2 separate regions of the Anser cygnoides genome follow, and region 1 is linked to region 2. The links are chromatin contacts, called in public Hi-C maps. All regions are on one chromosome and are shown on one strand. The core of a region is the stretch at or near the end of the contact, and the rest is flanking DNA. Distances in the headings are between cores, read along the strand shown. Region 1 holds the start of CWC15 (CWC15 spliceosome associated protein homolog). Region 2 holds the start of CCDC82 (coiled-coil domain containing 82).

Region 1 (3,472 bases), core at 262-2,761, 550 kb before region 2:
TTCCAACATGACTGAAAGGTGGCATACAGATTTGAACGAGAATGCAAGGTTGTGTTTATACAGTAAATAAAATGCCAGGAGCCAGTCTCCTATCCTTAAGTCTCAGTGGTAAGCAAGTAACCAAACTCTTTCCCCTGGAAAAAGGACTGCCAAAAAATGTCTGCCTGGAATGATTTTTCCTTCGTTCCCTGAAGTGTGGCTCGGTATCATCGCCACCAATGCTGGCTGACACAGCTCACAGCATGCCCAGGATGGTGTTGGTAGTTAAACAGTGATGATGATCATGCAACCCGTACTCTCTAGCCCTTGCCCTGGCCCTGTCAGTTCTCCTGTGCAGGCACAGCACCAACATCAGTAATGTGGCAGAGCCCCGTGGGATTGCCCCGCGCAGAGCTCCAGCTGGACAGCAGAACTTTACGAAGCACTAGGGGTAATGTTATCTCTGCAAGCACAAGGCTGACAGCTTCAACCATACGTAAACCACGTTCAATTAACAAAATATCCTGCTTGGGCAAAGGCAGAAGCTTTCAGCAGCTCCGTTTCAGAACCTGCAGGAACTCACCTACCACCAGCACGCCCTAAGAATGGAATAAAGGGTGCCAAGAGCTGCAGCTGTGAGACAGAAGCAAACAGGCTCTGAGCAGCCTTGGCCACACGGACATGCTGTCAGCACGCGCTGCATGCGGTGCTGCTGGACAGGAGCCGGGGACCAGGAGCCCAAACCACTCAGCCAAGGCCTCAAGACACCACGGCCAATACACAACCACCGCCTGGCTGATCGACCAGTGCCACCTGGAATCTGTTACACAAAGCAGCACTCACTTCTGCTTCGCTGGGCCATGCACGCCCACTCACTACTGACTAAAGGACACCCACTCACCACTAACTTCACAGGCACAAACACAAATCAAAAAGGGAGCCAGCAGCTAGCCAGGCTCACTAACAACTGCTGACACCTTCCCAAACGCCGTGTGAGCCAGCTGGGGCTCAGCACGGCCTCTACAAGACCTAAAATTTGCGAAAGCCGCTTGTTCTTAGGTCCTTTCTGTGCTAACTCTGCGTAAGGGGGATCTGTGCGCTCAGGTGAAGGACCAGGCCCAACCCGGAGCCCCAGCACCCCCCAGCAACCACCCCTGCTCCTTGCCGAGCCCAGCCCGCATTTACCTTGGCCTTAAAAGCCCCCCCACCCCCCCCGAACCCCCGGGGGCCGCCCGCTCTCGTCAGGTTTTGGGATCGCAGCACTGGAGAAGCCACCTCAGGGCCCACGGCAAGGCAGGGCCGCCGCGCTGCCTTCCTCAGCTCCCTCCCAACCCAAGCGACAACGAGGGGGCTTACCCCGATGTTAGGATGCCCCAGAGCCCTCCCGACCCCTCAGAGCCCCTCAGGGCCCCTCTCACAGCGCGGCCTCCTCCCGCAGCGCAGCCCGGCCCTACGCCGCCGCCATCATCCCGCCCAGCGCCCGGCAGGCGGAGCGCCGCGGGGCCCTACCATAGAGACGGCCCCGCCCGCCATCATGGCTGCCCCGGGCAGGGGCACGCCCCAAAATGGCGCCGCGGCGCGTCCAGCAGGGGCGCCCTCTGTCCTCGGGGCTGGTCCTTTGCAGGCTGTTTATACGCGAGTTCACAAATAAGAAGTACAGGAACAGCTACGGGAGTGATAAAACCTCCCAGTTCTTCCCTTTGTTTAGCCGTGTGCATCGGCAACGTTAGCCTCAGCGTGCCAGTCAGCAGTGCCCCCCCTTACAAATCCCCTCAAACTGCTGTGTTTTCACTGCTGTCCCATAAAAGTACCCTCAAACTGGTGTGTTTTCGCTGCTGTCCCCCCAAAATCCCCTCAAACTGCTGTGTTTTCACTGCTGTCCCCCCAAATCCACTCAAACTGCTGTGTTTTCACTGCTGTCCCATAAAAGTACCCTCAAACTGGTGTGTTTTCGCTGCTGTCCCCCCAGAATACCCTCAAACTGCTGTGTTTTCACTGCCCTCCCCTAAAAATACACTGGTGCGTTTTCACTGTTGTCCCCCCGCCCCCCCCCCCCCAAAAAATACCCTCAAACTGGTGTGTTTTCACTGCTGTCCCACCAAAATAACCTCAAACTGGTGTGTTTTCACTGCTGTCCCCTAAAAATACCCTCAAAATGGTGTGTTTTCACTTCTGTCCCCTAAAAATACCTCCCAAAAAGCCAAAGTGTGAATGAGTAGCATTCAGTTATTAAACACAGTTTCTCTCTTGTGCTTGCCCTTGCTTTTAAATTGCATCTGGTTGCTAAACCTTTGTGAATCACATGAGGATATGTGAAGTAAAAGGTTCTTTTATGTATCTTGAGACCTCATAAATATATATACATGTCTGAGGGGAGCGTGTCAAGAGGATGGAGCCGGTCTCTTTTCAGTTGTGCCCAGTCACAAGATGAGAAGCAAGGAGCACAAAATGAAGCACAGGAGGTTCTGGCTCAATATGAGGGGGCACTTCTTTACTGTGAGGGTAATAAAGGACTGGGACAGGCTGCCCAGAGAGGTTGTGGGGTGTCCTGCTCTGGAGATATCCCAAACCCGCCTGGATGCCATCCTGCGCGATGTGCTCTAGGTGATCCTGCTCGGCAGGGGGTTGGACTGGGTGATCTCCAGAGGTCCCTTCCAACCTCGGCCGTTCTGTGATTCTGTGATTCTGTGATCTGCAAAATCAACACGGAAACTTTCCTGAGCTACTCTTCACCCAGTATGTAATTTAGAAGAGGGCCCGCAAGAGGTCCCCAAAGACACTGCTATGCAGAGAGCTACAGCAATTGATGCAAATGACACCCTGTAGGCAGCAAGCCATCAACGAAAGCACTTGGAAGAAGTGGGCCCTTGTACAAAGAAACCACGTCCTGTTCTTGGTTTGTGTGAGAAGAATTTATAAACCAGCTCCGAGTCACACTGAACCTCGAGGAAGTCTGTGTTGTTTCCATTTGGATTGGAAGACACGTCTAGGGACAGCAGGAAAACACTCCCAATTGAGTACCCTGCCTCTGGGAATTTTGCTTTGATGAGCCTCTTTGTCTAAAGAGGTGCAAGGCATGTTTATTTACATTGTCTTTTATTATTTTTGGGTTGATTATTTCTTCAGAATTTGTCACCTACAGTGTTGCTCCAGTCCACTTTCCCCTTTGCATTTCCAGTACTTAGAAAATGACAGACTGGCAGCTATCCTTTTGGCTGGCAGCAAAGAAAATTTTCTACTCCTTCTTGACAATGGTAGAAGTTTTACATAGGTTATTTTAGGCAACTTAGCAAACGTTTTAAACTTCAATCAGAACATGTAGGTAGTAACGATAATTGCTGTGTCACTTTGTATGTCAATACTCAAGCATCCACAACTGCATTTTCTTATCTGCAATCCTCAGTCCGCATGCCTGGTTTGCTATTGATTTCACTACAGGCAGCTTAGACTCAAGACCAAACCTCTCAGAGGGGTCTGGCTTCCCAGTTGGGCA
Region 2 (3,342 bases), core at 296-2,795:
ATAGCCTAAGGAAAAAGGAATATTAAAGATATTTTTTCCCTTTCTGACAACATAGAGAATATAGATATGTGCATTCTAAGCTGCTTAGTCATCAGAAAGCCTGAAAGAGCAAATGAAGGGAAATTCTTAAATCCTCAGCGATGAAAATTAAATTAGAACTAAAGGTCTTCAGCAGTCAATATTGTTATTTAGTTCACGTGACAACTGTTGAAATGTGATAGGATTACTGATTTGTCATGAATAAAAACCAAAACAAATTTTTACAAATCCTACTGATTAATATCTATTAATTGCCATCTTCCTCTATATTTAGTGGTGGAACTGAAGCTCAAAGATAAAATTCAGACCTCACAATTTTCACTCCTACAGGATGTCCGAGATGCTCTTTGTCTTGCAAGACCTTTCAATTTTGCCAATACTTTCTGTTTCCTATTAGTAGAAACGTCTTCTGCAGGGCACGTTTTATCAGGCTGCTGTTCTTGGGAACTCTCATCTTCATTAATTATACAATGGCGTTTGGCAAAAACTTTCCTAACAAGGATATCACTGTCCTCGCTTTCATCACTGTCGTGCAGTACCGAGCTGTTCAACCTCTTACGCTTCCCAGGCACAACGCATTCATCATCTGTTATTTCCCCACTGTGGATTTTCTCCTCCTGATCCGCAAAGCCATTCTTCAGAACAGTTTCATCTTTTTCACCCACTCCGTCTTCTGACATGGTGGATTCAGCGGACTCTTCCTCCTCTGAGGCAAACGAGGATTCGTCATCGCTGTCAAACAGTATGAGCTCCCTTTTAGTGCGTCTCCAGTCCACGCGGGATTTGGCCGACAGTTCCGCTCCTGCCGTCTTATTTCTGGTTTCGTACCTTCTCACACCTGCTCCTACCTCCATTGGGAAGCTGTGTCAACACACCACAACACGCACCGGTAAGACAACGCACCTAATACGTTATCCCAAAGAAGGAGGGAGAGCTGGCATATTTTACCACGTAAAACTCCGATATTTAACGCGCCCTTCAGTGAGACACGCAGCGAACATCACCACGCCAAACTCGGGACTTCTGAGGAGGGCACGCCTTCCTCAAAACACGCTTACGAGCAGAAATACCCCCACCCGGCCTGAATAAATGGGAAAAACCTTTAAGTCCGTCACCCCCTCCCACACCGATCAGAGAGCTCGGGCCCGGCCACCTCAGGCCTGTCGCGGTGTCCCCCCGGGCCCTGTGCCCCCCCGGTGGGGCTGGGGCGCCCCGACGGGAGCCGGGCCGGGCCCAACGGGGCTCATCCCTCTCCCCCCGCCGCCACGGCGCAGGCCGATGGTCCCTGTCGCGCTCTGTCGCGCCATATCGCCACCTATCGCGGCGTGTCGCGCCCTGTCGCCGCCCGGCCCCGCCGTTAGTTACCGGGAGCGCTTCCCGCGCCCCAGCGCGCGCGCGAGCGGCCGAGGGCAGGTTGCCGCCCCACCCAGCGCTCCGCGCGCCGCGATTGGCTGCCGCGGCCTGTCACTCAGCCCCCGGGCTGTTTACGGAAGTGCTGACAGGTCATTGGGGAGGCGGGGGGTGTCACGTGCTTTGCACGGGGTTCGCAGGTTGGCGCGCGGTGCTGGAGTTCGGGGGGTCGCCGGTTCGAGTCCTGCCCCCGCCTCGGGGCACGGCTCCGCCGTCCTCCCGGCCCTCAGGTCATCGCCTGGCAGGCGGGGGTAGCGCTGGGCTGCGATGGCTTGGTTGTGATGGCTTTTCAGCCTGATACAGTTGTGTTCCTGAGGCTCTGTGGGCTTGTGAGGCATGGGGTAAGGGGGATTCTGGTGGCCACTGGAGGCTGCAGGTCGTAGAACGATTCATATAGGATCACAGCATGGCTTGGGTTGGAAGGGACCTTAAGGATTATTTAATTCCACCCCCCTGCCATGGGCAGGGACACCTCCCACCAGACCAGGTTGCCCAAAGCCCCATCCAGCCTGGCCTTGAGCACCTCCAGGGATGGGGCATCCACAGCTTCTCTGGGCAGCCTGTGCCAGGGCCTCACCACCCTCTGAGGGAAGAATTTCTTCTGAATATCTAATCTAAATCTTCTCTTTTCTAGTTTAAAGCCATTCCCCCTTGTCCTATCCCTAAACCCCCTGACAAAGAGTCCCTCCCCAGCTTTCCTGTAGCCCCCTTTAGGTACTGGCAGGCCGCTGTAAGGTCTCCCTGGAGCCTTCTCTTCTCCAGGCTGAACAACCCCAACTCCCTCAGCCCGTCTTGGCAAGAGAGGTGCTCCAGCCCCTTGATCATCCTCATGGCCATCCTCAGGACTTGCTCTAGTACTTCCATGTCCTTCTTGTGCTGGGGCCCCAGAGCTGAACTCAGAGCTCCAGGTGGGGTCTCAGAGGGTCTCCCCTTCTCAGAGGGGGTCAATCCCCTCCCTCACCCTGCTGGCCACACTGCCCTGCTCTTGGTGCAGCACAGGGTACAGTTGGCTTTCTGGGCTGCAAGCGCACATTGCTGGCTCATGTCGAGCTTCTCATCCACCAACACCCCCAGGTCCTTCTCCTCAGGGCTGCTCTCAATCCATTCTCTGCCCAGCCTGTATTCGTGCTTGGGATTGCCCCAGCCCAGTTGCAGGACCTTGCACTGGGCCTTGTTGAACGTCATGAGGTTTGCACAGGCCCACCTCTCAGGCCTGTCCAGGTTCCTCTGGATGGCATCCCTTCCCTGCAGCGTGTTGACCCCACCACACAGCTTGGTGTTATTGGCAGGTCACCAACACCTGGCCTGAGGCTTCCCTGTGAAAGCAGCTTCTTCACAGCTGTGCACTACTGTCTGCTGTCTTGTGAGCAAACCTGGTAATTTTCACATGTTCAACCCCCAAATGTTGGGGGACATGAAAACAGAGGTTGTTGCAGCTGTAATTATGGGGAGGTTTGGGGTCACCAGACTGGGGCCCACCCGCAGCTGAAATCCCAAGGGTGCCTGTGCTTTGGAAACCCCCTGCCAGCCCGCCGTCCTCTGTGGGCTGCCCTGGAAGAAAACAACACTTTGACAACTGTAAATCATATTTTGGGTATGATGCCAGCTGCTCTGTGATTCCCTTCAGTTCCTGCCATGTCCAGGTGAAAAATCAGCAGGTAGGTGACATACAGATGTCCTCCTAGAGCTGGCACTCGAGGAGAGAGCTGCCAGCTCAGTGCAGAGCTCTTTTTTATTCATAATAACAATTTAGCAGCACACACCCAACTGCTCAGCAAGGGCACTGCTGTCAGCTGGGGCTGGCCCTGTGCTGCAGGGAACCCCCAAAATGGAGGGTAGGAAATGGGGAGGTGGCCCGAATGCTGTCTTGGTCAGGGGGGAACGCAGGAGTAT

The links. A called contact is a pair of places that touch in the nucleus more often than the background predicts.
Region 1: a Hi-C map of liver shows a contact between it and region 2, with 2.6 times the contacts expected there. The contact joins the promoter of CWC15 here to the promoter of CCDC82 in region 2. A contact is called at or near these places in 2 of 7 Hi-C or Micro-C datasets (granulosa cells and liver).

Annotation. Positions count from the first base shown.
Region 1 is chr1:200,614,948-200,618,419 of Taihu_goose_T2T_genome, reverse strand. It overlaps CWC15 (CWC15 spliceosome associated protein homolog), which reads right to left and starts at 1,511. Exons shown (of 7, transcript XM_066989868.1): 1 at 1,489-1,511.
Region 2 is chr1:200,060,390-200,063,731 of Taihu_goose_T2T_genome, reverse strand. CCDC82 (coiled-coil domain containing 82) reads right to left here and starts at 1,545. Exons shown (of 8, transcript XM_048048107.2): 1 at 1,405-1,545; 2 at 348-900. The coding sequence starts at 893. The region is part of intron 2 of LOC125180075 (a long non-coding RNA gene); the gene reads left to right.